6 separate regions of the Mus musculus genome follow, and regions 2, 3, 4, 5 and 6 are each linked to region 1. The links are chromatin contacts, called in public HiChIP or PLAC-seq maps. All regions are on one chromosome and are shown on one strand. The core of a region is the stretch at or near the end of the contact, and the rest is flanking DNA. Distances in the headings are between cores, read along the strand shown. Region 1 holds the start of Zfp607b (zinc finger protein 607B). Region 2 holds the start of 9530053A07Rik (RIKEN cDNA 9530053A07 gene). Region 3 has its middle 33 kb from the start of Numbl. Region 4 overlaps Ltbp4 (latent transforming growth factor beta binding protein 4). Region 5 holds the start of Zfp850 (zinc finger protein 850). Region 6 overlaps Sptbn4 (spectrin beta, non-erythrocytic 4).

Region 1 (3,779 bases), core at 932-3,431:
CCCAAGTGCAGGGATTAAGGCATGGACAACACCGTCCAGCACTGTGAGGGCCCCTTCTTATACTTATTACAGGGAGATACCCCATGGCATGTGATTGTCAGGTAACCTACAGTGTGTGCTTGTAGTTGGGTTTCTGATTCCTGGACACCAGGTGGTAAGGAGGGAGTCTGTTAACCTGGGGCCCACATGGAGAGGGTGCTAAGAGTTTCAGGGAAGAAGTCTAGGAAAACAAACTCCTGGAGGGGAGATATAAGGTGGCTTTGTCACATGGAATGAGGGACTCCACTCTGGTCTGTCGGGCCTCATGTCCTCGATTATTATAAAATGAACTATTTTTAAAATATAAATGTATTTATATCACAGTGTGAAGTAATCTGGTGGTTGCATTTCTTTTAACTTTTGTTAGTCCCCAGTAACCACACAGAGAAACAAAGCTGCACCCAGATACTGGGCAATTATTGATCTATTAATCCTAATCTGGGCAATTATTGATCTATTACATCCTAATCTGGGCAATTATTGATCTATTAATCCTAATCTGGGCAATTATTGATCTATTAATCCTAATCTGGGCAATTATTGATCTATTAATCCTAATCTGGGCAATTATTGATCTATTAATCCTAATCTGGGCAATTATTGATCTATTAATCCTAATCTGGGCAATTATTGATCTATTAATTCTAATCTGGGCAATTATTGATCTATTAATCCTAATCTGGGCAATTATTGATCTATTAATCCTAATCTGGCTACCTGCTCCATCCCACGTTGCTTGCATATTATCACAGATCTGGTTCTTTGGGATTCAGATGTTTTTTTCTCATGGCATCTTTTCAGACCCTCTCCTCCTCCTGGTGATCTGAAACTCCCTCTCTCATTCCTCCCCCTGGCTGGGAGACGTGCTGCCCTGTTTTCTCTCTGCCCAGCCTTTGGGCAATCTGCATTTATTGTCAGGGCAGAGAACAAATGGTAAGATTTTGTTTATAGAACTTGAAACACGAGAGTTTTTTTTAAAAAATCTAAGTATTACAATGTCATTTTCAGATAGAAACAAGAGGTGAGGGCAGAGAAATGACCATTTGAAAACCCCAAGGATAACCTTTCCACGGGGCACAAAACCATTCTGACCACAGTTCATCTCAAACTCAGGTGCTCCCGTGGGCTTAGTGGGATGGAGACTTCCGTGAGCTCCCGACTGCAGCAGCCGGTGCCTTTGTGGCCACAGCACTGTCTGTATAGTGGGTTTCAGATGCACGGTTTCCCCATAGATCTGGCTCTGTAGATGGCCTATTGGTCCAACCGAGGATGTGAAATCTGAGCGCTAAAGAGGGTTCTTCATCGGGTGTCCTGAGCAGACTAAGGGACAGCCACAATGCCGCTGTGTAACGGGACATGTTCAACAACTTCCTCAGCAGGACAGGCGCATACTGAAGATTTGATATGCCATCTTAGGCAAATGGGGGCTGGGAACAAGGTGTTTGAAGCTGGTGTATACTGTGGCTTCTGGTTGCTGTGAAGAAAAGTTCAGACTCCCATAAGCTGTCTTCCCGGCAAACCTGGAATTCTTCTTCTTTTTTTTTTAACTTGGAATTTTTATGATTCTGTTTACTTACCTTATGGTTCGTTGAGATCTGATATGAGATTTGGGTATGCGGGAATTGACTTGCTAAAAGGTCCTTTGTGTAACAATCACAAAAGCCCTCCTGCGAAGCTGTTAGCCGTTTAGTTCAGCTCACCAGAATGGATCCCTCTGCTTCTGGGAAGCCTAAATTCATTCTGCAGTGTCCCTCTTTCTTTGATCGTTCAGAAAAACCCAGAACACTGACAAAGTCCCACCAGAGCACAGCGAGGTGGAACCCTGCAGTGGGTCTCAGGCAAAGCGTATTCAATTACATCTCGATCCAATTTTACTTCCTAGCCTGCGTTTAAAACTTAGGCTCACCTGTCTTCTCCACAGGGGTGAAACCCAGTTACTCACAGAACCCGGAAGTACACACACACACAGAGAGAGAGAGAGAGAGAGAGAGAGAGAGAGAGAGAGAGAGAGAGAGAGAGAGAGAGAGAGAGAGAGAGAGAGAGAGAGAGAGAAGGGCACCATCCCTGGGAACTCCCACAAAGCACAGGGCGCAGCTGCCAGATGGGCTGGCCCAGGTTGCATGCTGGGATATCCCAGAACTATGAAGCATTATATTTCTTGTAGTTTGGGACAAGGGGACTACATTTCCCAGGCAGCATAGGGTCGGAAGTAGATAACTTCTGGTGTGCAGGCGGAGCTACCCCGGATGGTCAGGTGGGAATCAGAAGTCACTGGTTGGCCTCCACAGAGTAAGGCGGGAGACCGCAGGCGGGTGTGGGTGTGGCGAATGGGTGTTGATGTGTGGGCGTGTAGGAACTGTGGTGTGTGTACGTGTGTGTATGTGCGTGTGTGTCTGTCAGTGTCTAACTGTATACACACCTTGAGCTCTCTGCATAATCTGTGTCTCTTTGCTTGTCGCTGTCTGCTCCTGCTTTCTCTCAGGGACACAGGGACTAAAGCAGAGGACCAAGCTTCAGTAAGGGGAGGTCAGGTGCGGGGTCTGAAGGGAAGCTTTCCCCGAGGCTCAGACTTGAGCTTAGGGCTATAATTTAAGGACGGGGGTGTCGTCTAGGAGGGAGGGTACTTGTTGAGCTCCGTGACTGTCTCAGAGCTCTGCCGAATCTGAATATCGAGGGAAGAGAAGGAAAGTTCTCACTGAGGATGCTCTCAAATGTAGTCTGCGATCTCATGTATACTCGGGTTCCCTGCTTAGGCCATTATTCAAGAGGGAGGCTGGAGAATAATGAAAATATTATCGCTACCCATCTAAGATTCAAGAGTGAGTGCTCTTTTCGGTTTGAGAACTGAGGTTTTAGTTTTAGAATATAGAATTGTTAGGAAATGAAGCAGGAGCATGCAAATTTACAACTGCACTATTGTCCTTAGTGTCCCCTCCCGTTCCAGCTAGTATTCACATTATCATTTCAGTGACCCTTGATGTCTTCTGTCGACAATCCCATCTTTTTCCCAAGCTGTTTTCCATAGGGACCTACAGAGGTTAGCATTAGGGCTTTCAAACGCTGCTGTTCTACATCTGATTTCTATTTCCATGGCATCACAAGACAGGAAAAGAATGCAGTCGATAGATGGTCTGTTCGCTTGTGAGGATTTCGGGAGTGGGAAAGTGATAGCACTGAAGGACTTCATCTAACTTATATTTTTGTCACGAGTACACTTGCCATCTACTCTCTAAGACTTTACAAACTATTAATCCCAGTCACCATGTTTCATGACACATCTCCCAACTCTCTCGCTTATGGTATAGATCTACCTCCCACTCTCGACCCCGATGCTGCACATCCAGCCTCCGCCACTCAAACCCCAGTAACCGGCATCTTACTGTTCCTAGGAGAAAACAGCTTCAGATTCTACATGACTGAGACCATGGGGGTCTGTCTTTTGTTTAAAGATGAAGTATTTGTCTTCAAAGTTATGTATGTTGGGTTATGTGTCCATGACCACAGGTGCCTCTGGAAACCAGAGCTATAGGCTTCCCTGCAGCTTGAGTTCCAGGCACTGTAGCTGTCAGGAGACTGAACTCGGTCCTCTGGAAAAGCCATAGTGGCTCTCAACCCCTGAGCCATCACCATCCCCCGTGCTTGCCTTCCTCTTTAGCGTATTGCATGTGTGCATCCATTTTGTAGTAAATGATTCACTGTGCGTGAGCCCCATCCTCCATGTGCTTGGTCCATTCGTCTGC
Region 2 (3,779 bases), core at 600-3,099, 440 kb after region 1:
TCCGCTGCCAACTCAGGGTGCAGCTGAATTCATTTGGACCACAGCTACAGTGGCTTCTTAGTTCCTGTGCCTCTGAACAGAGAAACATTCCCCTGAGGGGTCATTTTTTGAGCAAGACACCCCTTCCTCTGCACATGTCTCTTTTTAAAGAAGATTCTTTCCATTCACGTCATACCCTGAAAACGTCGGTGGGAGGAGTGTCTTCCTTGAGGCACCTTCCCCATTGTGTGAAGGTTTTCTTCAGTTGTACTGGTATTTTGGACAATTGCATCTGTTATCACTCACCTTGTCTGTAGTTTTAAATGCTCTTGGGTTCCCAAACTACACAGTACTCCACTTCGCTGCCCCACTTTCTCCGTCTGCTCTCCTTTTATACCTGGCTAGAAGCAGCCGGTGATAATTCCTCTACCAAATCACTCCATTACTTTGAGATTCAACCTCAACTCGATTTTTCTTGGGCAGCATGTAGCAAGGGTCTTTACCAGAATGGAGCATAAATAGCCTTTACCCCAATTCCCAATTGTCTCTATTGTCCCAAGTCTCTATTGTCCACATTTCTATTGGCATTTTGGCCAACTTCAAATTTTTCCATCACATTAGCCCTATATGCTCAGCTACCACCCCCAAAATCCTTCCACAAGCACAAGAACCACATGGTCAGGTTTAATTACACTAAAACCTGATCTTCTCTGGACCAATTTTCTGTATCTGTAACATTTATCTTTGTTGTGATAAAACACCTGAGAGAAGTAATGAGAGAAGAAATTCTTTTGGCTCATGGTTTGAGGGAGTACAGTCTATCATGGGGCATCATGGCTGGAGTGACTCCCTCCAAAGCAGGAGCATGGGTGGCTGGTCACCTCAAGCAAGCAAGAATCAGAGCAGGACAGAAGCAGGGACATGTATAACCTGCGAGGCTTGACCCTAGTAGCTTGCTTCTATTTATGAGGCCTTATGTCCGAAACCTCCTATTCCACAACTTCACAAAGTTACTGGTTACTGACAACCACATGTTAAAATACAATAGCCTGGGAAGACATTTCAGATTCAACCAATAATGTCATGGTTTGTACTGGCCTTTTGGGAGTCACTGACTATATCCCAGAAAGCTCAAATTCCCTCTGCTACTTTTTCTGCACCCTGATGTTCCATATCATATCTTAAGAAAATTCTCGATTAGGTGAGAGGAAGGCATATATTCACCCCAAGATTAGCCAGTCCCTTCTTCATGGAGAGAGATGGGTTAGGGGATATCTCAAATACCAAACCAAATAATTTTCTGAGATTGGAACATCATGCCCTACACAAGACTCAAAGCCAGGGCCTCAGACTATACATCCCTAGAAAACTATACTCACTGGTATTTAGAAACAAGATGTGGGTGGCTTCGGACCAGGGATCAGCCCATGGGGACTGTAAGGAGCCAGAACCCGGATATGGACCTTTAGATATTGTTATAAGTAAGGACTAAAGATCGGAATCTGGCCAGGAAGCCAACAAACATAACCAATGCTACATCACCCTCCGATCCCCATTACCTTGCTCAGGGAACCCAGTCCACTGGCACACTACTCTCCAGCTGTCCCTCTAAAGACAGCACTCTTTCAAGACCAGAGTTTTCCATAGCTCCTGGGGTGCAGCCACCATCTGATCTCACAGTCATCTCAGAACACAGGCTGTAGACTTATCCTTTGCCCTTCACAAGACTTCAGGACTCACTATTCCCTCTGGCCTGATATCAGCAGCCTCCTCCAGGAAGCTGGCACCATCTGCCTGGAAGATGGCCAATGGTGTGGCCCGAGGGAACAAGAAACGGGACTATATAGCTCAGTCCCCAGCCTGTTCCCGCAGCTCCGGGACCTGCAGGTGAGAAGAGATGGGGCTCTCTACGGAAGTAGGATGGATACTGTCCTCTCTTGCCTTTCTTTCTAGACCTCCTATCTTTCCCCTCAAGGCATCTGAATATCCAGTTCTCCCACCCATTTCCCTGGATTCAAAACCTCTAGCTCACTCCCTGCTACACTGGACAGCTCCCCACAGCCTGCTCACACCTGGTCCTATCCACCCAACTTCTGTCCCTACCCCAGCCTTCCTTGCCTCCAAGTACCCACTATGCTGGGTCTGCCCCCTTTTGTGATCTCCATGACAGTCTCCAACAGGACAGTAGGACAGCCTTATCTGAGCCTCCATCTCTCCCTGCTGCAGATATGGGATCCCTGTGGAGCTGTTGGGCACTCTGGGCTGGAGCAACCCTCCTATGGGGTAAGTCAGATTGAACCTCATCCACGTCCTGGGGCCTTGGACCATGGGAAACTGACCTGCCTGGGTCGGCATCTTTCATTTGTAAACCTTTCATAAACCCTGTCCCAGCCCCTCCCAGGCTGCAGTGGAAGTGAGAACATGCAAGAAATGAGGTGGGAGCCCCCACTCCATGTTTGGAGTGTTGAGAGTCTACCTGCTTCGATTGTTACGTGATTCTGTCTAAACTTCCATGATCCTCAACTTCCCTTCATCATCTTGCACCAAGATCTATTAAAACAGGAATCATACCAGCAACTGAATCCGGTCAGAGTGTATGCTCTCACAGGACTTTAAAGGGGGTGTGGGGTCTCAGACTTCATGTAAAGAGTCGGCTAACCAACCAGTTTCATCAGAAAAGTAGAAAATGTAGCATCAAAAATAAATCACCACAGCCAGGCATGGTGGTGCAAGCTGCTGTTTTATCCCAGCATCCAGGAGGCAGAGGAAGGTGGATCTCTGTGCATTTGAGGCCAGTCTAATCTACAGAGTGAGTTCTAGATCAGCCAGGGATACTTAGTTACTAAACCATAAGTGCAGTCAGCAAAAAAAAAAAAAAAAAAAAAACAAAAACAAAAACAGTGGCACCTTACTCGAGGTGAGTATGCTGCTTTGGCATCTACAGTCACCACCTGGACTGTCTCACACCGTTCTGTCCCTCGTCTGACCCTGCAGTGTCTGAGTTCAAGAGCCCTGTACAAGGTGCTCAGGCTTTGGGGCAGCCAAAGCCAGGAAGGCTCGGAGGTGGATGCTGCATACGTTAGGAAGGACATGGAAGCATAGGGAGAATTACTTCAACTGGTGCTCAGGAAGGCCCAGGGGCTGGGTTTGTAACGGGGAGGAACTAGGTAGCTGGACCCACAACTGCGTTTTCTTCAGGGTTGACCCGGGAGGCCACAGAAGACCCCAGGAATACTGGTGGGGAAGAATTCCTCACGGCCTTCCTGCAGAATTCACAGCCTGGGAACAGCAATTAATTATATAGGCTCAGTTATAAGCAATCTATGCTTTAACTTGTTAAAATATGCCAATGTCTCCCTCAAATGTCTGTGGAGAAACTGTGATTGTCAGACCCATATCACAGGACACCGTAGCCAGAGCACTGAACATAATCTCTCCAATGGCCCAGTGGTGGACGCTTGAGCTAGGACTTCTACTAAGGTCACCTCTACGACAGTTGTCTCCATTTTGCTAAAGACTCCATCTTTCATTTCCTATCCTCTGGCAACTTCTAGCCTGGTGGGATATCAAACTATAAACAGTTTAATGTTTCATCAGTTGCTCCTGGTCCTTCTTCACTACTTGACATTGCTCTGGACCAAGCTGTGTTGAACTGTGGAAGCAGAAACCCTGGGAGAGGAGCTTTCTCTGTGAGCCTGCAAACCTCAGTTTCCATGCCTGTACAAGGGGTGTTCTTGAGCCAACAGTGCATAGTCCACACTGTAGGAGGCCGCAGGTGTCTGTCTCAGGTACATTTCTAA
Region 3 (3,779 bases), core at 764-3,263, 400 kb before region 1:
CATCGTGCTCCATGTATATATACCCTGGTGTGTCCCAGAAGTGGGGTTCCTGCGACAAAGTGTAGTCTGTTAGTGTCACATGCTGTATTTCTTTATAAGGTTTCTTTCTCTCTCTCTTTTTTTTTGTTTTTTGTTGTTGTTGTTTGTTTGTTTCTTTGTTTTTTGAGACAATATTTCTCTGTGTAGTCCTGGCTGTCCTGGAACTCACTCTGTAGACCAGGCTGGCCTCGAACTCAGAACTCTACCTGCCTCTGCCTCACTGGGGTGCCCTGTCAAAGGCTGATCAAGAAGTCTTGCAGGAATCCTGACCCAGAAAGACAGTGAGTTCAAGGCCAGCCTGGGATACATACTGTGCTGGGATTAAAGGCGTGCACCACCACTGCCTGACTTTTTTTTTTTTTAAAAGATTTATTTATTTATTTCATGTATGTATGTGGACTGTCATTGTCTTCAGACACACCAAAAAAGGGCATCAATCCCCCATTACAGATGGTTGTGAGCCACCATGTAGTTGCTGGGAATTGAACTCAGGTCCTCTGGAAGAGCAGTCAGTGCTCTTAACCGCTGAGTCATCTCTCGAGCCCTATAGGGTTCATTTCTATCTGAAGTTTCAGGCATCAGCTATATGGAGAGGATATTAAACTTTATCCCTAATAGCCAGATATGGCAACTCAGGTTTGTAAATTCAGTACAGGAGAGGCTAAAGCAGGAGAATTTCTGTGAGTTTGGGGCCAGTTTGAGCTTCTGTATATTGAAGTACTACAGAGTGAGATCTAGTCATAAAATAAAGGTCTAGAGGGGCTGGAGGGGTGACTGGGGTTTAAGAGTATCTGTTGCTCTTGTGTGATTCTCAGCACCCACACGGGGGCTGACAACCACCTGTCTGTGTGTCTATCTGTACACCACAAGATGGCACCAGATCCCATAAGACTACACTTATAACCGATAGTGAGGGGCAAAATCTATTAGTCAGGGTTCTCTAGAGTCATAGAACCTATAATCAATCTCTCTCTCCCTCTCCCTCTCCCTCTCCCTCTCCCTCTCCCTCTCCCTCTCCCTCTCCCTCTCCCTCTCCCTCTCCCTCTCCCTGTCCCTCTCCCTCTCCCTCTCCCTCTCCCTCTCCCTCTCCCTCTCCCTGTCCCTCTCCCTCTCCCTCCCTCCCTCTCTCTCTCTCCATACATATACACATACATGTATGTACTGGCTGGTTTTGTGTCGACTTGACACAGCTGGAGTTATCACAGAGAAAGGAGCTTCAGTTGAGGAAATGCCTCCATGAGATCCAGCTGTAAGGCATTTTCTCAATTAGTGATCAAGGGGGAAAGGCCCCTTGTGGGTGGGACCATCTCTGGGCTGGTAGTCTTGGTTCTATAAGAGAGCAGACTGAGCAAGCCAGGGGAAGCAAGCCAGTAAGGAACATCCCTCCATGGCCTCTGCATCAGCTCCTGCTTCCTGACCTGCTTGAGTTCCAGTCCTGACATCCTTGGTGATGAACAGCACTATGGAAGTGTAAGACGAATAAACCCTTTCCTCCCCAACTTGCTTCTTGGTCATGATGTTTGTGCAGGAATAGAAACCCTGACTAAGACAATGTATGAAATGTATTGGAATGACTTACAGGTTGCAGTCTAACTAATCCAACAATGGCTAGCTGTGAACAGGAAGTCCAAGCGTCTAGCGGCTGCTCAGCCTCACAAGGCTGGGTGTTTTAGGTGATCTTCTGGAATCTCAAAGTGGCAGGCTATGTGGGTGCTGGGAATTGACATCTGGAATAGCAACCAGTGCTCTTAACCATTGAGCCACCTCTCCAGCCTCACTTACAGTTAATTTCTTATATCTCCAGTTCCAGGGGATTCAATGCCTTCTGGTTTCTGAAGACCGAGGCACCCACATACCCCCACAGACCTATACACATCATTTAAAATTAAAGACTGTGGCTGTGTCTCATCCTGACAGAGCAGAGGCTGCTTGCTCTGGCTTTACTTGCTGACACATGCAGCTTGCTTTGACGTGAGCCAGTGTGAACGGATTTCTGCTTCTCCCAGCTGAGTACATCCAAAAAAGAAAGAGACATTCTCTCTAGCCTCTGAGTCATGAATCCAACATGGAAATGACAAACAGAAGTGTAATCTCACTTTAACTGTATGAGGTCACCTTAGCTTGGGGTCAGACAGAGTCTGCCGAGTTTTTGGTCGTCCTCTGCCAATGCATCCGCACCCTTTGGCCCAGGAATCCCACCTCTGGGACACACCAGGATGTGCATGGGGGTGTTAGTTATAATGGGAGGAAATTGGGGACGGCTTCAATGTCTGGCAACGCTGCCCTGTTGAGTAAACAGAGAGAGAACATTGGAGATTGTGTTTACACAGAGACGTTTTAGCCGGAGAAAAGCTTACATTTTAAGAAGGGGGAAAATGTAGGGCTGTATAAACAATTTGATCATGTAGTTATGTAAAGACACACATATACGCGCATACAAGGGTCACATAGAAAAGAACAGACTGAAAGATACTAAAATGCTCAAAATACCAAAGACAGCAGTGACATGGGACAGGGAGCCAGCAGGCCTTTCATCTTTCTTTTCTTCTTTCTGTCTTTTCTTGCCCGTCCCCCTTCTTTCTGAGACAGCACTTTTTGTAACCCAGGCTAGCCCCAATTTAATATGTAGCCTAGGCTAGACTTGAGCTTATGACCCTCCTGTTTCAGTCCCCCAAGTAAAGAGACCTCAAGCATACACTGACACGCCCCACAGTTTTCTATAATTTTCTGAACAATAATCACTCCGCACTTTATTTCACTGTCTGGCAGTGTCGAGGATTAAACCTGAGGTTTGTGACGCTAGGCAAGAGCACCACCACCAAGTTACAAACCCTTCCTTTTCTCTTGTTCTTCTTTTCTTTTTCTATGTGTTCATGGAAATGTATATGTAGGTGTATGCATGTGCAGGTACATGCATGTACACATGTATGTGGAGAGGGTGGTGCTGGGTGTCATTCCTCAGGAACTGACCATCTTGCTTGTTTTTCTTTTTCTTTTTTTTTTAATTTATTATTTATTATATGTAAGTACACTGTAGCTGTCTTCAGACACTCCAGAAGAGAGAGTCAGATCTCATTACGGATGGTTGTGAGCCACCATGTGGTTGCTGGGATTTGAACTCCGGACCTTCGGAAGAGCAGTCGGGTGCTCTTACATGCTGAGCCATCTCACCAGCCCTTGTTTTTCTTTTTAACATCTGTGTGTGTGTGTGTGGGGGGGTAAGAGAGCATTGTGTATCATGGGGCATGTGTGGAGATCACAGAGTTCCTTGCAGGGGGTTCCGTCTCTTGTTCTGTCATGGGGAATCAAACTCAGATAGATTAGTAGACTTGGAAGCAGGCACCTTAGCCAGCTAAGCCAGCTCTCTGGCCCCACCTTGATTTGATGTTGTTTGAGGCAAGGTACTCTCACTGCCCTGGAACTCTTCGTTTAGACTAGGCTAGCAACCCCAGAGATCCATTGGTCTCCACCTCCACACCACAGGATTATAAATATGGTCCACTGAAGCATCTGCAGCACAAACTCATTGCACCACAGAAACTTGAGCTCTCTCCAGATCCTATTTTCAATTGTTTTATAACTTATTTTATTGTCCATTGATATTCTGCCTGCATGAGTGCCTGTGTCAGATCCCCATGGAACTGGAGTCACAGACAGTTGTGAGTTTCTACGTTGGTGCTGGGAATTGAACCCAGGTCCTCTGGAAGAACAGTGCTCCTAACCACTGAGCAACCTCTCCA
Region 4 (3,779 bases), core at 898-3,397, 380 kb before region 1:
CTAGGGCCCAAGAGATGATACAGGGCAAGAAAGTGAAATATGGACATTAAGACTTTCACCTTTAACCTCCAGGCCAGGTTACCTCAAAAGAGTGGTAACCCCTGTAATCTCACACCTGTAAACCCAGCAATTAGAAGGCTGAGGCAGGAGAATTTCTGTGAGTTCCAAGCCAGCCTGTACTACAAAATGGGGGGGGGGGTGTTAGTAACGAAGAATAAAACTGTTTTGGCCAGACATTGTGGCTCAGAGAATTAATCCCAGAGCCCTGGAGGCAGAAGTGGGCGTGTCCTTTATGAGTTCACGGTCTCAAAAAACCAAACAAGCAAAAAGTCAGATTCTGAGCCCCATCCAGGTGTTAGGGGCCTTGAAGATTTGTAAGGAAGAAGCTAAGCCTAGAGATCTACAGGCTGGGAGAGGGGGGTGGGGCTGGGCGGGACCGTGGGCGGGGTTACCCAGGCTCTGGCTCTCGTTGGAGACGCAGCGTCGCCGGGAGCCGTCCAGCACCAGTGGGGGCTCGCAGGTACAGTGGTAAGAGCCCACCGTGTTGACGCAGCGGCCACCTTCACAAGCAGGCTCCTCGTCCGCACATTCGTCATTATCTAGGAAAGTATGGGAGGAAGGGCGGGGGGTTGCGGGGGAGGCAGTTACCAGGATGAACTCTGGTTCACATTTCCTCAGCTCACATTGTGATGGATAGAGTCTAGACTTCCTGCTGGGTTGGCTACATTCCTACTTGGGGCGGGGGTGGGGTGGGGTGGGGTGTTGGAGGGGGGACTGGCCTGGCCAGAATTGGGGGTGGGGAAGGTGGGGCTCATACCAACGCACTCCAGCCTGTGTGCGTGATAGTAGAACCCGTTGCTGCAATAGCAAGAGTAGCCTGGGGCCGTGTTCACACACACTCCGCTCTTGCACACCTGGTCCTGGAAGAGTTGGCATTCGTCCACATCTGCAGGAAAAGGTGGAGGGAGGTGAGGGCAGGGGTGGGTTTGATTTGAAGAAAACAGGTAGTGTGGGATATAGCCAGTCACAAGAGAGGAAGAGCGCAATGGTACCCGCAAGTTGAGGCACGGAAAACTGGAACCAGAAGGCAGGATGAGGAGGGGATCTTAAGAATAAAGTGAGAGACAGAAAAGGGAGCCAGGTATGTCGGAGCATGCATGAAAACCCAGCAGTCAAGAGGTGGAAATAGGAGGAACAGGAGTTCAAGGTTAGCTTCTGCTGCCTGGCTAATTCTTGGCAAGCCTGGGCTACTTGACTCTGTAGCCAAAAACACAAATTAAAAATGAGGAGAGAAAAGAAAGGTATAGCAGGTGGTACTGGCACACACCATGGATCTCAGCACTAGGGAGCCAGAGGCAGGTGGATCTCTGAGTTCAAGGCCAGCCTGGTCTATGGAGTGAGTTCCAGGACAGCCAGGGCTACCTAAGGAAATCCTGTCTTGAAAACCCAAAAGAAAATTAACAAAAAAAAAAAAAAAAAAAAAAAAAAAAAAAAAAAAAGGAAAAGGAAAAGGAAGGAAGAAGAAAAAGAAAGACAGGAGCAAGAAATTGAGTGGCTTACAAGTTTGAGGCTGGTCTGGACTACTAGTGAGATACACTCCTCAAAAATAAGCTAACAAATGAGAAAGCAAGCAAGCAAGAAGGAACAGAGGCAGGGTGAGACAGAGCTTGGCCTAGGGACTGAGGGTAGGTGGGGTTGAAGTCTGGCCTTACCTCTCCGGGCACTCAGGTCTCCACTGGGCACCAGGTAGCCCCGGCCGTGAGGACACAATGACTGGTATTCAGCTGTACATAGAAGGAAAGAACTCTGAAACCCGAGCCCCAGTCCCTGCCTGAGTTCACTGGCTGTAGCCTCCTACCAGGTGCTAAAGCCCAGGCCTGTCAGCACCCACTTCTCAGCTTCATGCCCACTGATGCCCGCCTGGTGGCTGATGGCTCACTCTTGTCCCGGCTGCACCACTAACCCAATCCTTAGTCTAAACGTATCCTCTTTCCAATCCCCATATCTACACCAAGAGCTTGAGCCCTTGTCTCCCTCACAGGCCACGCCCACCTGTCTCGGTGCCCGGGCACTGTTGGATGCGGCAGCCGCTGCCCCAGCCTTCTCCCACAGTACAGCAGCACTCCTGCCACGTCACGTTTCGGGCCAAGATATTGTCACACGCATCTGGAGCGGCTGTATCAAAGTAGCACTCGCGACGTCCACTGCTCACGGGACCCTGCCTGGGAGGGCTGGGTCTTCGAGGTGGGGGAGGGGCTGGTGGCCTGGCTGGAAGACTGGGGCTGGCAGGTGCTTGGGGCTGGGAGCCAGGGAACGTGCCTGAAGAAACAAAAGGCAAGGTATTTGTTTTTGAGAGAGGGTTTCCTTGTGTAGCATGTAGCCCTGGCTGTCCTGCAACCCACTCTGTAGACCAAGCAAACCTTGAACTCCTAGCCTCTGCCTCCCGAGTGCTAGGATTAAAGGCGTACACCACCACAAGGATTCAAACTGATTTTTAAAAATCAATATCATTTAGTAGTCTAGTACGGCATAAACTCAGAGATCCTCCTTGCCTCACCCCCTAAGTGCTGAGATTACAGGTGTGAGCCACCATGCCTAGTTTCATTTTGGCTATTTGCCCTCTCCTATCACTTTGGTATCCTTTGCTTCACACTCTCCCACTTCCTGGTGTCCCCTCAGCTATGGGACAGGAGGGGACAGGTGATTTCCTGTGCTTTCCCTGTGACCCTCTGGGTCTTCACACCCAGCTTGTCCCAGACTAGATCAAACCACTCCCCCGCCAGGCAGGCAGCCTCGTCGCTTGCCCACCTCTTAGATGTTTCTCCCACCCACTGTCCTGTAGAGAGAATCTCTTGTGCACTGTGTGGAAGCATCACCTGTCAATCAAAAGCTGATGGCCTATTAGCAAGAGGCAGGAAATAGAAGGTGGGAGTTCCAGTTTAGAGAGATTGGAACGCTAGGAGACAGAGGCGGGAGGATATATCCCGGTCTCTGAGGAAGAAAGACACGTGAAACCGAGGAGAGGTAACTAGTCTTATGGCAGACTTAGACTAGTTTGAACAGGATAATTGAGTTACAAACTGGCAGGAATGAGTCAACACTTATGACATTTATTCATAAATAAATAAGTCTCAGAGTCATTATTTTGGGAATAGGGGCACGTGTGTAAAAGCTTGAGGTTACACTGCCCCTCCCCACTCAAGACCCCTGGTTTGGTCCAACTTTGTCCTCTCTGCTTCAACACTTTCACTCAACACTTTCACACAGCATCCCCAGGGAGATTCCAAACTCTTTCTGGATTGAAACCGGTCCATGGTGCTCCGTGCCCTGAGAAGTCCAACCTCCTAAAACAAGTACCCAGAGCATTAGCGAGGCACACCTTCTAGGTATGTCTGTGAGGGCTTTTCCAGGAAGACCTACGGCAGCCCCCCCTAGGATAGAACTTGGAACTGAATAAAAAGGGAAGAAGGAAAAACCAACTGAGTTCTCCCATCCTTGCTTCCTGGTCCCCAGTCGGTGAGCAATAGCCTCACACTCCTGCAACCGTGTATTCCCCATAGGTGGACTCCACCCTCAAGCCATAAGCAGGATAAACATAGACAGACGGTCACCACTACACAACGCCCGACTCACACATTTAGCTACTTGTTTCTGTTCATCCTACTTAGTTCAGACACAGACCCCTCCAGAACCCCCCCCCCGCCCCCAAACCTCTCCTCAGGATGGCCGGGGTATCTCCTTTCCCCCTCCAGCTCTCTTTGGTCTCCGATCTTCCCAGT
Region 5 (3,779 bases), core at 533-3,032, 320 kb after region 1:
TACTTGTGTAGAATCTGAAGCTGTTTTCTCATAGAACCAAGTAGGATGCTGGGTACTGGGGTTTGAGTGGCTGAGGCCGGATGTGCAGCATCATGGTTGACAGTGGGAGGCGTAGGTCCTTAAGTGAGTTCAGAAGATGTTGATTAAACATCACAAAATCTCACCTACATAACAAAAGTTCACCTGATATATCATGTAAAAACGGTGACAATTAATGGGTTTGAGTAGACGCTAGCATATTCTCTACAAAAGTGTGACCGATTTAGTCATCCCAAAGTATAGAAAAACTTCAAAATATTATGCTATGCACAATATGAACATTTTTATCTGAAAAGTTTTAAAAAAATATGTTCTGCATTAGCACATTCATTTTCCTGTCCTTGTTTTTAAAACAGCATCTCACTGTGTGGCCCAGCTAGCCTAGACCTTGCTATGTGGACCAAGCTGACCCTGAACTCACAGTGATCCTCCTGCTTCTGCCTCTGAGATTAAATGTATACCACGAAGCCTAGCTTTTCTTTTTAAGTCACTTTCTTAAACATCCACCAGCAATCGCATTGTTTCTCACACTCCCTTGTCCTGCTGAACACTGAGTGGAATGAACCCAAGATGGCCTCACAGAGAACAACTAAAGCACACCAGGCCCTTAGGATATGGCGGCACTGCACTAACAGGCTTCACCACAGGCATCCTACGGTTCCTGACAGGCCTGGAGAGCCTGAGGGGACAGAACCAAGATTCCAACCCGATACCACAGATCCACACTCCACGATCAATCATGGCATTGCTCATCTGGATCTGGCCAACGTTACCCATTACACACACACACACACACACACACACACACACACACACACACTCAGAAAATCACTAGCTTTCAAAGATGCCAAATTCAGTGCTATCACTTTCCCACTGCCATAATCCTCACAGTGAACACATCATCTATCCCCGACATTCCTGGCCTGCTTTGAAAACAAGGCCTGTAAGGATCAAAGGATCGCATCTGATATGCGATGCCATCCAAATAGAAATCGATTTATAAAATCAGAGTTTGAGAGACCTAACGATAACCTCTGGAGGTTTCTACCTAGAACATCTTAGGAAAAGGGTGATTGTAGAGAAGAAAAGGCGGGGTTCATTGAAATGATAAGGTGAAGTGGAAAGGGAAGGGACAACGTTATGGGCCCCAGAGGTGAAGGTATCAATTTTCACGTTCCTCCTTCATTTACTGATAATTCCACGAGATCTCAGACTATATCCGAGAGCATCCTCACCGAGCATTTTCCTTCACGTCCCTCAACACTCTCATGGCTACAGCTCTGAGAAACTTCGGGTATTCAACCCAGAGCAGCCCTCCTAAGCGACCCTCGGAGGCACTTCCGGCCTTAAAAGCACCTCCCAAGCTCGTGTGTACCTCAGGGAAAGCTTCCCTTCAGACTCCGCACCTGACTTCTCCTTAGTGATGCTTAGCCCTCTGCTCCAACCCCTGTGGCCTTGAAAGAAAATGATAAGCACAGTGACACAGATGAGCAGAGAGCTCAAGGTGTGTATACACAGAGAGACGCGCGCGAGCGCGCGCCCACCCACCCACACAAACACACGCTCACACACGCTCACACACGCCCGTACGCGTCAACATCTCCATTCACCCTACACCAGCGCCCACACCGATACCCAGCCCACCTTACTCTGTGGAGACCGAAGCCAACCAGCAATTTCTTTGGACCAGAAAGATCAGACCTTCCGTGTTGGTGGCACCGGGATGCCAAAGACCCTTGGCGGCGTCCGGAGCTATGTGGAGCCTTCAAGAAGCCCGGCGTTTCCGAAAGGTCCCAGCATGCAACTTAGCCCGGCCCATCCGGGAACTGGGCCCAGTGGCTTGTGGGAGTTCCCACGGTGGGGGGGCAGGGGGCTCCCCATGCTTCGAGGGGAGGCTGCCTCCTGGGATCAAAACGGAGTTTGGTGTTCTGTGTCTACCTGATTTTCCCTCCTGTGGCGTGGACGGACGAGCGGAAATTTTAAAATTTAGAATAGGAAGTAGATCAGATCGGGACGGACGCTTTGCCTGAGTCCCACTCAGTGGGATTCCACTACGCTGTGCTCTGCTAGGGACTATGGTAAATTTGAAAAGACCGAACTAAAGAATTGGTTGGTTTCTAAAGTTGGGTAGTTTATATTAACGATTTCAAAGAGCCAGATATTCTGGACCCTTCCAGGGTTCGGTGTCCCTGTTGACTAGATAGAAAAAATTGAGTGACGACTACATCTGTATGTATCACCAGAACTGTGTTCAATAGGCAGTCATTTACCTCCTGTTGGAGGATGAATGACTAGCACGCGTTAAGTGTCCTAAAAAACAAAAAACTAAAAAACAAACAAAACACAAACCCAAAACATAGGCCTCTTTTTTATAGGATAGACACATTTATTGTAACTTGACACTATGGAACTTTCGAAACCACTTTTGTTTTTTCTCATGTTATACAAAGAACTTTTTCCAAACATGATAGAAAGAAATTGTGAAAAGGCTAAACAATCCTAGTAATAAAACTAATTGCATTAAATGTACTGTAAATTATGTAAATGCTAAAGTATAGGTGCCACATTAATTTGCAGATAAGTGTTAACTACAGAAAATGTGTTAAATATTCTAGCCGATTCAAAGTGACCATCCTCACAATAGTATTAAAAAAAAAAAAGACTTAAGTCAACTTTAAAATGGAGGCAGTTCTGGGGGCAAAGAGCATCGCCAGTACTAACAGCAATAACAGAGACAGCAAGTCATCAAGTGAAAATATCCTTGGCTGGGCGTGGTAGCACATGCATGTGACCCCAGCAATGAGGAGACACAGCCAGTGAATGTCTATGAGATGAGGCCACCAAGGACTATTTAGTGAAGACCTGTCTAAAAAACTAAAATAAACAGTATGCGTGTAATACCACACCTTCAAAACATGAGGGGAAACGTCCAATAGAGAAATAAGGAGAAACAGCCAAATCCAGCATTGCATACAAAAGTTTTCAGTCTCAATAACTGATAGAAGGAATCCAGAAAAGCAACAGGGCATAGATGATTTAGACAGCATCATCAGCTATGAATGCAGACAGAATAAAAATCAAGACAATTAAACTTTAATGGAATCAGGGGGCCTTGAAGGGAGGGTGTTCTTGTATACACACTCCTGGCAGAAATGCCCGTTACCTGGAGATGCTTCTGTTTAAAGCTTCCCTTTTTATGCTTTTTTTTTTTTTTTCGGGGGAAGGGGAAAGCCAATACCTTATATATTTTGTACTGCACTTTTAAAAATGAAAGACTCCATCTATTTTAAGGTATTCCTTAAAGGTGACCATAGGCATGTGTTGAGAAATCCCCTTCCTGATGGATCCTCTCTTCACACCCATCCTCTTCTACATCTATCCTGTGAGTGAGCCGCCCCTCTCCACAATGAACATGGATTTCCATACTTCTGCCATGTTCTTACATGGGTTTTGTGTGTGTGTGTGTGTGTGTGTGTGTGTGTGTGTGTGTGTGTGTGTGGTTGCCTGGTTTAGGTTTCAGTTGGTTGGGTTCAGTTCTTTTTGAGACAAAATTTCTCTGTTTTTCCTTGGTTGTCCCAGAACTCTCTCTGTAGACCAAGCTGGACTTGAACACAGAGATCTGCCTGCCTCTGCCTCCCAAGTATCTGGTTACTACAGCAGCACTGTGGGTGTTCCCTGGTCTGCTCATGACAATGGATGAAGGACCCTCTGGGTAGCACTCGGATTTCACACCCTTGGCT
Region 6 (3,779 bases), core at 649-3,148, 300 kb before region 1:
TGGGCTGAGGGTAGCCCAGAGGATAAATGGCCTGATTCTAATTCTCAGATCCTACAGTGCAAGGAGAAAACTGATTTTTGAAGGTTTTTCTCTGACCTCCATATGTGTGGCACACACACTACATGCACATACATATATAATAGTAAAGAAAATGTTTTTAAAAAAGAAAAGAAAAAAAGGGTGGGGTGATAGAAATCTGCATCTTATGGTATATATAAGTTATATCATTTTCCCCAAAGCCATTAAAGTTAAAAAAAAAAAAAAAAAAAAAAAGGAAGAGGGCTGGAGTGACTCAGCAGTTAGAAGAGGGCTGGAGTGACTCAGCAGTTAGTTAGGAGCACTCACTGCTATTACAGAAGACCGGAATTCAGTTCCCAGCACTCACATCAGGTAGCTCAAAAGCAACTGGAGGAAGAAGAGAGGGTGAGGAGGAGGAGAAAGAAGAGGGGCAGAGGAGCAGGAGGAGAATGGGATGATGCCAGCTCACACCTTTAATTCCAGGCCTCTGGAGACTGTGGGTCTCTGTGAGTTCAAGGCCAACTTGATCTGCATATTGAGTTTCAGGCCATCTGGAGCTACATAGTGAGTCGCTGTATCAAGAAAGGAAAAAAGGGGCTGGAGAGCTCTCTTCCAGAGGACCCAGGTTCAATTCCTAGCACCCACATGGCAGCTCACAACGGTCTATATCTCCAGTTGCAGGGGATCTGACACCCTCACACAGACATGCATGAAGGCAGGAGACCAATGCAAAATGAAAATGGATAAATCATTCTTTTTAAAGGATAGAAAACAGAAGCGATGGAAGGAAGGAGGGACAGGGTTTGTCTCAGACACCATAACCTGGGCCCCTGCTCATCTCCTTCCTACTTGGATCCACCGTGTCCCGTCCCAGCTCCCAGTTTCAGAAACAGAAGCTCAGAGTAAAAGCTGCAAGAGGCAGAATTTGAAGTCAGCAGCACAGGACCAAAGGCCCGATGCTTACCACGTTTTCCATATTTGGACAATGTGACCCAGGCTCTTGGTCATGCTGTGGGAGAGTGGAGATTTGAATCCTGGATGTCTAAATCAAGCACCAGGACTCTTGCCTTCAGCCATGCTGTGTTAGTGGCAGAATCAGAGTGGGTGAGCAAAGGGATGAGGGGTGAGTCTCCCCAGGTAGAGAGCCCTGCACAGGAAGTGAGCGTGCGGAGGGGCCCTTAGGGCCATGGCTAGGCAGCAGCAGTGCCTACACTGCACGCTCCCTGCTTGTCCCCCAACAGTGGCAGGACAGCAGGAGCCTACATAGCTGAGCCAGACCAGCTGGCGAGGCCCCTGAGGGCTAGCACTCCATCTGGTCTCTCAACCATCTCAAAGGATGGTTGGGCAAAAGGCTCTAAAAAAGGACTCTGGGTTCCATGGCCCGGTCTGGGGATCTGGGAGGAGACATGCCTGCTGCTGCAGTGGCTGAGGAGGGGACACAAAGGCTAAGTCGAGGTCAAAGGAGAGCAAGGGATGGAGTTGTTTTGTTTGTTTTTGTTTTGTTTTTGAGACCGGGTCTCAAGTAGCCCAGGCTGGTCTGAAACTCACTAAGTAGCCCAGGCTAGCCTCCAGCTCCTGACACTCCTCTTTTCTCAGCCTCCCAAGTGCTAAGGTTCCAGGTGTGAACCACCATGCCTGGCAGAGATGGAAAATTCAAAGAGACGGAGTAGAGCAATGTTGGGGGGGAGAGAGGAACGGCACAACAGGGAGAGGAGAGAGGTTCCCCAATATGCATGCCAATTTGAATGGTGGTTCTGTCCCTCCCTCTGTCAGATACCCTGTGCTCAGCTCCCAGGCAGGCCCCAGGGAACAGTGGGACCTTGGGAGGTGCCTCCCACCCTCTCATGAGGCCCAGCTGGGCTCCATCTGGAGGCCAGAGCCCACGCCTGTCTTGAGCGCCCCCTGCTGGGGAAGGAGCCCAGGAGTTCTGTTCTGGCCCTTTCTCTTTATTTTATCTGTATTTTATCCTGTTTTCAGTCTTTACTTGACAAAATGGGACTCCTGCTCCCATCCCATAGTCTGCTGGGATGGCTGGAACTTAGGGGAGGGAGAAACAACTCTGATGAAGCCAGAGACTGCAGATCCTTTCTCTGATCTGTCATCCTTCCCTTCCCTTCCCTTCCCTTCCTTACTTCCTTCCTTTCTCTTAGACGGGATCTTACTGTATATCCCCAAGCTGTCCTGGAATTTTCTCTGTAGACCAGGCTAGCCTCGAACCCACTGCCTCTTCCTGCTGAGTGCTGGGATTAAAGGTGTGCACCACTACACCTGGCCTGTCTCTGATTTTGTTTTGTTTTGGTGTTGTTTGAGATAGGGTCTCATGTAGCCCAGGCTGGGGTCCACTTCCTACATAGCCAAGGATGGTCTTGACCTTCTGACCCCTGTCTTTATGTCCTAAGTGCTGGGATTGCAGGTGTGTGCCACCACCTTACCAAGTCATATGACAACAGGCATGGCCAACAAAGACATGAGGCAGCTTGTTAGTTAAGGGGAAGGTGCACAAACGCACACCTGGGCCCACCACTGCAGAACCTAAGTGTGGCAATGCTGGCGTTGGCTGGAATTCAGGAAACAGCTCATTTCTGGGAGGAAGCATCGTCACCAGAAGCACTCGGGTACCGAGAGAGCCCAGAGTGTCTAGGTTTAGCGCCATATGCCACCCCCAAATACACTTATAAAGTCACATGAGGAGTAGATGCCCCAAATGGGATCTGAGCAGAAACATATGAAGTCATGAATTGTCACCAAATAATGTAATTAAAGTAAAGCTGGAGAGGCTAGCCCAGGACGCTTATTCTCTCGCTTTTCATTTTTGTTTTTGAAACTGGGTATCGTGTAGCCTAGGCTAGTCTTAAACTTGTAGGCGTTCTCTTGCTAGGATGTGTGCCATTACTGCTGGCTCTTTTGTAGCCATTTCTGTTGTTTGAGACAGGGCCTCACAGTGGCTGGCTTCCACCTCACTCTGTAGCCAAGGACAACCACGCACTCTTCCTCCTCTGCACCCCCAAAGTGCGGCAGTTACAGGGGCGCATCACCTCTGCACCTGGACACGCTTCTGATTTGTTTGTTTGTTTGATTTTACAATGTTGAGGATAAAACCAAAGATATCACATAGGCTGGGCCCTGGCCCCCCAATTTTTTTTTTAATTTAAAAATGTTTTTAGCTGGGCGTGGTAGTGCACGCCTTTAGTCCCAGCACTCAGGAGGCAGAGGCAGGCGGATTTATGAGTTTGAGGCCAGCCTGGTCTACAGAGTGAGTTCCAGGACAGCCAGGGCTATACAGAGAAACCCTGTCTCCAAAAACCAAAAAAATTAAAAATTTAAAAAAAAATGTCTTTATGTCAGGCATGGTAACCCACACTTTTAATCTCAACACTAGAGAGGCAAAGACAAGTGGATCTCTGTGAGCTTGAAGCCAGCCTGGTCTACAGAGTGAATTCCAGCCCAGCCAGGGCTCTCTGGTGAGACCCTGTCAAAAAGAAGGAGAAGAAGAAGAAGAAAAAGAGGAAGAAGAAGAAGAAAAAGAGGAAGAAGAAGAAGAAGAAGAAGAAGAAGAAGAAGAAGAAGAAGAAGAAGAAGAAGAAGAAGAAGAAGAAGAAGAAGAAGAAAAAGCACAGGCTGGAGAGATAGTTCAGTGGCTAAGCATGTGTACTGCGCTTCTAGAGGACCCGGGTTCAAGTCCCAGTGCTCTCAACATGTCAGGTGGCCAAGCAACCTGTAACTACAGCTCCGGGGATCCAACACCTCCATCCTCCACAGGC

The links. HiChIP or PLAC-seq counts read pairs in DNA pulled down with a chosen protein or histone mark.
Region 2: a contact with region 1 is called in an H3K27ac HiChIP or PLAC-seq map of embryonic stem cells, with 6 times the contacts expected there. The contact joins the promoter of 9530053A07Rik here to the promoter of Zfp607b in region 1. A contact is called at or near these places in 1 of 39 promoter capture datasets (the C10 cell line) and 2 of 115 datasets of contacts at active chromatin or transcription factors (bone marrow-derived macrophages and embryonic stem cells).
Region 3: a FOXA1 HiChIP or PLAC-seq map of pancreatic cancer cells shows a contact between it and region 1. The contact joins the enhancer-like site here to the promoter of Zfp607b in region 1. A contact is called at or near these places in 10 of 39 promoter capture datasets (the C10 cell line, cranial neural crest, embryonic stem cells and 5 more), 1 of 15 datasets of contacts at CTCF or cohesin (pro-B cells), 13 of 484 Hi-C or Micro-C datasets (cerebellar granule neurons, cerebellum, cortical neurons and 3 more), 19 of 115 datasets of contacts at active chromatin or transcription factors (astrocytes, embryonic basal ganglia, embryonic forebrain and 10 more) and 1 of 9 other capture datasets (liver).
Region 4: a contact with region 1 is called in an H3K27ac HiChIP or PLAC-seq map of embryonic stem cells, with 9 read pairs. The contact joins the enhancer-like site here to the promoter of Zfp607b in region 1. A contact is called at or near these places in 1 of 15 datasets of contacts at CTCF or cohesin (pro-B cells), 4 of 484 Hi-C or Micro-C datasets (cerebellar granule neurons, cerebellum, cortical neurons and 1 more), 19 of 115 datasets of contacts at active chromatin or transcription factors (acute myeloid leukemia, astrocytes, bone marrow-derived macrophages and 12 more) and 1 of 9 other capture datasets (liver).
Region 5: a contact with region 1 is called in an H3K4me3 HiChIP or PLAC-seq map of embryonic stem cells, with 11 read pairs. The contact joins the promoter of Zfp850 here to the promoter of Zfp607b in region 1. A contact is called at or near these places in 3 of 39 promoter capture datasets (cranial neural crest, embryonic stem cells and maxillary cranial neural crest), 6 of 484 Hi-C or Micro-C datasets (the G1E-ER4 cell line, cerebral cortex and embryonic stem cells), 12 of 115 datasets of contacts at active chromatin or transcription factors (embryonic stem cells, large pre-B cells, memory CD8 T cells and 1 more) and 3 of 9 other capture datasets (adipose tissue, liver and macrophages).
Region 6: a contact with region 1 is called in an H3K27ac HiChIP or PLAC-seq map of embryonic stem cells, with 5 read pairs. The contact joins the enhancer-like site here to the promoter of Zfp607b in region 1. A contact is called at or near these places in 6 of 39 promoter capture datasets (the C10 cell line, the HPC-7 cell line, cranial neural crest and 3 more), 11 of 115 datasets of contacts at active chromatin or transcription factors (bone marrow-derived macrophages, craniofacial prominence, embryonic basal ganglia and 7 more) and 1 of 9 other capture datasets (liver).

What each region holds. Positions count from the first base shown.
Region 1 is chr7:27,687,159-27,690,937 of GRCm38.p6, forward strand. It overlaps Zfp607b (zinc finger protein 607B), which reads left to right and starts at 2,182. Exons shown (of 6, transcript NM_001112731.1): 1 at 2,182-2,328.
Region 2 is chr7:28,127,617-28,131,395 of GRCm38.p6, forward strand. 9530053A07Rik (RIKEN cDNA 9530053A07 gene) reads left to right here and starts at 1,850. Exons shown (of 20, transcript NM_001164655.1): 1 at 1,850-1,866; 2 at 2,206-2,262. The coding sequence starts at 2,208. It also overlaps the pseudogene Gm21925.
Region 3 is chr7:27,289,853-27,293,631 of GRCm38.p6, forward strand. No RefSeq gene overlaps it. Among named protein-coding and RNA genes, the nearest start is that of Numbl, 33 kb to the left of the region's middle. Within about 2 kb of position 2,014, at least 57 of the 459 cell types and tissues checked have an H3K27ac peak or open chromatin away from gene starts, as enhancers often do. A contact at or near this core is called in pancreatic cancer cells, where this site is marked.
Region 4 is chr7:27,308,469-27,312,247 of GRCm38.p6, forward strand. It overlaps Ltbp4 (latent transforming growth factor beta binding protein 4), which reads right to left. Exons shown (of 30, transcript NM_001113549.1): 23 at 2,053-2,319; 24 at 1,713-1,784; 25 at 818-946; 26 at 453-599. Among named protein-coding and RNA genes, the nearest start is that of Gm30543, 19 kb to the right of the region's middle. Within about 2 kb of position 2,148, at least 41 of the 459 cell types and tissues checked have an H3K27ac peak or open chromatin away from gene starts, as enhancers often do. A contact at or near this core is called in cerebellum, embryonic stem cells and epiblast stem cells, where this site is marked.
Region 5 is chr7:28,012,333-28,016,111 of GRCm38.p6, forward strand. Zfp850 (zinc finger protein 850) reads right to left here and starts at 1,783. Exons shown (of 6, transcript NM_001254951.1): 1 at 1,684-1,783; 2 at 4-118.
Region 6 is chr7:27,383,068-27,386,846 of GRCm38.p6, forward strand. All of the region lies in intron 20 of Sptbn4 (spectrin beta, non-erythrocytic 4), which reads right to left. Among named protein-coding and RNA genes, the nearest start is that of Shkbp1, 29 kb to the left of the region's middle. Within about 2 kb of position 1,899, at least 33 of the 459 cell types and tissues checked have an H3K27ac peak or open chromatin away from gene starts, as enhancers often do. A contact at or near this core is called in embryonic stem cells, where this site is marked.